Linked DNA regions of Oryzias latipes: region 1 is linked to region 2. Evidence: chromatin contacts called from public Hi-C data. All regions are on one chromosome and are shown on one strand. The core of a region is the stretch at or near the end of the contact, and the rest is flanking DNA. Distances in the headings are between cores, read along the strand shown. Region 1 holds the start of nr2f1 (COUP transcription factor 1). Region 2 has its middle 78 kb from the start of LOC111947902.

Region 1 (2,700 bases), core at 18-2,517, 240 kb after region 2:
ATTGTACGCTAGATGGCAGCGCGATCCAGACATTTTTGAGTAGGAGAGGTATAGTCAGCTTGCAGAAACCCTGATACAAAAAGGCGGAATCCCCATGCAAATCCCCCGTAACTTCATTTCATTTTGAATTACTGTCAATATTAGGACACAACGTGCCACCGTCTGCAGTCTATAGGACTTTAGAAATAATCCAAAACAGCTTATCTTGTTAGAGATGTTCGGCTCATTTGCAAGACCCGCCGTTTGTACAGTACAAATGTGCATTATTTTTTCCTGTGATATTTTTTTTCTTTATGTTATGTTAAATCTAAACTAAATGGTAAGTTTTAATGAGCAGAACTGTGCCATTCACAGACGGCGGTGTGTACCGCAATGCGCACGCCAAGGACAAAACAGCGTGTGAACAGAAGAAATCAATTTGAACCAAAAAGAAGATGTCACTTATTCCTAAAATAAAGACAACAGTTCCACACAGACTGGTCCGAAACTTTGGGCAATATCTGAGGCAGAGTGGTGTTTCGCTGCTTTTCGTTTATTTGTCAAGCGTAAAAGCTTTGTCCTCTCTTGCCTTTACCCCGCTTTTTTCTTCTTTTTTCGCTATTCTATCCAGGGTTTCTTCCTCTTTTTGGTGACAATAGACGGCCCATACTAATCAGGTTTCAAAGTAAATAGCAGCGCGGGGCGAGCTCAATGTAAATTGCGCCTGTCAGAGCACCCCCCATACACACACACACACTCACACCGCCGCCCCCCTTCCCTTCCCTCCCTCTCTCCATTCCCCCCAGCCCCTCCAGCCGTAGATGGCAGCGCTGTAAAAAATATCCACGCCTCAAACGGCGCTCAGTGCAGCGCCGAGGCTTGGTATCACAAGGCGGACACAAGCTTCCATTTCGACGCGTAATGCCTTTCCTGGATCCCGACACCAGTCGATCCATCATGCGCCTTTACGCAGCCTATGTATTTCCAACAGAAATCCCCCCACCCCCCCATCTCTGGACTCCGATATATTGGCGTAAAAAACATTCTCCAACTGTAAACACAAGGAGGTGTATTTCAAACCCAGATGCACGGTTCCTGCTGTATTTTACGAATAAAATCACATTTTCACATCCGAACACGAGACTGGATGACTTCTGAGATGGTCACTTTTTGCAGTGGATAAGCGGAGGGGGATTCTAACCAATAGAGAAACAGAGAGGGCTTGGCTATAACCTCAGCCTCCCATTTTCTCTCTCCCTCTGTCCCCCCTCTCCTCCTCTCCTCCTCCTCTATGCAGGGCTCTGGCCAGTCAGTCGCCTTTGATTATCAGTCTCCAGCAGCCCCTCTCTTGGCTCCTTGACATGAGCACCATATAAGGCGCAGCGATCTCCATAGAAACGTGTCAGTTTCAATAGTAGTGTCAAAGTTCACTATATACAGACATTCGCGCAGATCCCCCGTTTCGGAAACATTGCTCTGCTGGTCCTCCCGTTTAAGCGCATTCATTTTTTGGGTCTCTCCTTCGTCTTGCATATTCTATTAGTATTTGGTGTTTTTGCTCTTCTTTTTTTACATTTTCTTCTTCGTATCCATTCCTCCTGCTGGAGAGGAGTGAAACTATACATGGGCACTTCTTTCGGCGACGCGATTTTCTTCCGCTGCTGGGCGAGATGACGAGCCTTATTTAAGAATATATAGATGTAAAAAAAAATCCAGCTCTTCAGTTTTTTCCTGCCCTCCTGCGCGACGAAGACGGGAGTGTAAAGGAGCAAGAGGAGGAAGAGGAGAAAGGAATTTATCTCCGCTGCACTTTGGATCGCATTTCTTTCCAACAAGGTTTTCTTTTTTTTTCTTCTTTTTTTTCTTCTTCTTCTTTTTTGTACTTGTTCCTGCGTCTACGTGAATCCTGCCTTTCCTCTGTGGCTATTCAGCATCTAACTGCAATTTGTTACGTCTGGACTCTGGTTTTCCTACAAGATTAGGGATTCCTGAATGGCTGACTGCAATTTACCTTGGAACTGGCCTCCCGACACTTGCAAATCCTGATCGGGTGCCTCTCCAGTCGCCCTCCTGCTTTTGAATGTATTGATCGCCGTTTTTTTTAACCCCATATGAGATTGCGTGCACCGATTTGACTTTGCACTGCCCCGTCTTTTGAGATCTCTTTTTTTTTCTCCCCTCTGCGCTATATCTACATCAGCGACCATTTCGCTTTATAGCACTTTCCGTGGCCGAGATATGGCAATGGTAGTTAGCGTCTGGCGAGATCCGCAGGAAGACGTGGCCGGAGGACCTCCGAACGGCCCCAACCCAGCAGCGCAGCCGGCGAGGGAGCAGCAGCAAGCGGCGTCGGCGGCGCCGCACACTCCGCAGACCCCCAGCCAGCCGGGACCCCCGTCCACGCCGGGGACCGCCGGGGACAAGGGGAGTCAGAATTCTGGACAAAGTCAGCAGCATATTGAATGTGTGGTTTGCGGAGACAAATCGAGCGGCAAACACTACGGCCAGTTCACCTGCGAGGGATGCAAAAGTTTCTTCAAGAGGAGTGTACGGAGGAACTTAACCTACTCATGTCGTGCCAATAGGAACTGTCCCATTGACCAGCACCACCGAAATCAGTGCCAATACTGCCGGCTGAAGAAGTGTTTAAAAGTGGGAATGCGGCGGGAAGGTGAATATTTAAGCTTACTCTTTAGTGCAGACACGCAGGGCTGCCATGTT
Region 2 (2,700 bases), core at 101-2,600:
GCGTTTCTCGCTGTTCACTCTTGATCTCTGCCCAACCATGCTGAACCCCTCCAGCCTCCCCGTCTTCTCAGGGTCATCGTCTCCATCTCCATCCCCAGCAGCAGAGTAATGGAGTGGGAAACATTAGGGTTACAGTGGCTAATGCGAAGCTAATGGTGATCAGACACCCAGCCCACCTCCACCTATTGAGTCCTCAAATAAATGGAATGCTGTTAAAGGACGATCGTCAGAGAGAGTCTGAGCAGCGGCAGTTTTACTGCTATCACAGCTGCTTGTGAGATAGGGGAAAGTTATAGTGCAATGTGTTCATACAAGTGTTCAACAGCATCTTTAGAATTCAATCTGACAAGGGAATAATAAGAAAAAAACAGACTAATGATTTATTAAAACTTCTGTTTTGCAAAGGTTTCAGTTTCTCCTTTTCAACCCAAGTACTAAATATTCTTATTGTAGCCACATTTTTCCATATATTTATTTGTATGAATCATGAATATAAATACTCTTTTGAGCCCACCTTTTTCCTGCTTGCTTTATTCTGTCTGGATCTCCGGTTGGGCAAGAACTTTTAAAAGAAGGCTATTATTTTTTATTCCAGATAGGGGTGTGAGCCATGTTGGGCTGACCTGTGTTGATTGGTTGTGAGAGGATGCTGAGTGGGGAAGAAGGACTATTTGCTTTAAAGTTCAACAGCTCTTCGCGGCTGTTAGTGTTGCAGCCACAGGAGAAATCAATACCTGGATAGGACCCGTGTCACGAGTCATTCTCTCCGTTTAGAAACATCATAATACTGTTCTTACACTGCTACCTTTCTCCCAATGCTTGTTTTTTCAGACTTTTTTTTCTGTAACCCATCAACTTTGTTGCAGTGTGCTCCTTTTGCATTTACATTTCCTACTGTAGGCAGGGTTTTAGCCTGATTTTCTGGTCTGGAATCAGTGCAAATGGTAATTAGAGATGATGTTCATGGCTGAAAGGGGAAGATAGAGAAAACAGAGCAGAATAAAAGGCGAACAATAATTTGCAATACAGGTAGGTGTCACAAGGTAGCTGATTATGTAAAAAACACAGCGAAGGTGTTGTTTGTGTGCATGCATTTCTGCATCTGTTTTTTTGCAGAATAAATATATAATAAAACGCGCTCATTGCCTCTCTTGGCTGCGGTTCAAGTGCTGAAGGGAACGAAAGAAAAAGGGCTCAATTGTTTCTAGTTCAAGGTGTGTAATGCACAGAGGCGTACATACATAATGGGGTATTGTCAAGGGGTTAGTGCGAGGATATTAATGCCCTGGTTTGTCCATGCTTTTTGGTGCAGTGTTGCTCCCTGAAGGGAACTGTGAGAGTCGGCTGCTCTAACTACTCTGCCTCCTCCACACCCTCTTCCCCAAAGGCCCCGACTAGAGGTCACTCTGTTTAGCACAAGACAAAGCCCATTTTTGCCGTTATGTACCAAATCCTCTCATCTCCTCTCCTCTTTTTCCCTTTCCGTTCCTCTATTCTCTTGGTAAACATAAATTGGCTGCCTTATTGTGTCCCGAGTGTTCTCCCTCTTTTTAAACCTTCTCTGTATCTTTGCTCATCCCTAAGTGTAATCCTGCTCTATATGCATATGCATGGGTGCTCTATGGCTGTGCATACATTAGCATCACACTCCCACCCCTTTGCTGCCACCCACCCTCTTCTAACCAACACTTCTACCATTGCCAATGTGTACCCCCCCCCCCCCCCATCCCATGCATAGCCTCCCAATGAACCTGTTTATGTTTGAACATTTTCACTGGCATTTGAACTCATCCCATCGATTTCTTTATAAGAGGTTGTAAGGCAGTTCCTTAAAGGGGTTGAAATCGACCATCTAAATATTTGACTAAGAGGTCAAAGAGATCCCGCCAAGCCCGAGTGCCAAACTCTTACAGAGACACAATGTGAGAGAACAGAGGAAGTGGCTGTGCATCGCTGACAGGAAGAGGGCTGGAGGGAAGATGAGCACCAGGAAGCAGAGAAGAGAGCAGAGCCAAACACTGACTGCAGATTCCCATCTCTCCATAAGAGGGCGCCCCTGGACAATCCATCCTGAAACTTTAAAAGTGTCCATTTATCTATCTGTCTTCCATTTTCAAATTACTGATACTTTACACAGGTCACTTTAAGTTTAACTAAGCTGTCAGCAACATAAAAAAATAATCTACATTCATGTGTCTTTTGTATTGTTAATTCATCTTTTCTCTCTTGACAAAAAATAGTTATAGACATACAACCTGACTAGTTTAGTGAGACTAGTTTAGGATAAAACTGACATTTTGTTAATCTAATTGAGTATCTATTAAAATTACAATTTCTTCCAATTAGCAAAAATAAGCGGTGGGTCTGGAGTACTACCTGTCACTTTGTTTCCCATCTCTCTCTTTCTACCCTTCTGTTACATGCCAGCTTTTCATCAGCACTTTATTTCAAGATATTCATTGTGATGAGAGTTAAATTCCAAATTAGACAGAAAGGATGTTCAGATATTTAGATATTCACCCTGCAGTCCACATTTAACATGTCCACTTAGGCAATAGTCCCAAGACATCCAGAGAGGGGGGTCATATACCATCTCCTCTGAATCTTTCATTTTAGAAAAGAAAATTCTTTCACTGTGAAAGTGTTTATCCTTCCTTATCAGCAGTAAACAAGTGATTTCGACCTCATTTATCAACCATT

Evidence for each region. A called contact is a pair of places that touch in the nucleus more often than the background predicts.
Region 1: a Hi-C map of embryo shows a contact between it and region 2, with 1.7 times the contacts expected there. The contact joins the promoter of nr2f1 here to the enhancer-like site in region 2. A contact is called at or near these places in 3 of 5 Hi-C or Micro-C datasets (embryo and fibroblasts).

What each region holds. Positions count from the first base shown.
Region 1 is chr9:15,617,168-15,619,867 of ASM223467v1, forward strand. It overlaps nr2f1 (COUP transcription factor 1), which reads left to right and starts at 1,268. Exons shown (of 3, transcript XM_023958538.1): 1 at 1,268-2,650. The coding sequence starts at 2,218.
Region 2 is chr9:15,381,826-15,384,525 of ASM223467v1, forward strand. No RefSeq gene overlaps it. Among protein-coding and RNA genes, the nearest start is that of LOC111947902, 78 kb to the right of the region's middle. Within about 2 kb of position 1,351, at least 2 of the 8 cell types and tissues checked have an H3K27ac peak or open chromatin away from gene starts, as enhancers often do. A contact at or near this core is called in embryo, where this site is marked.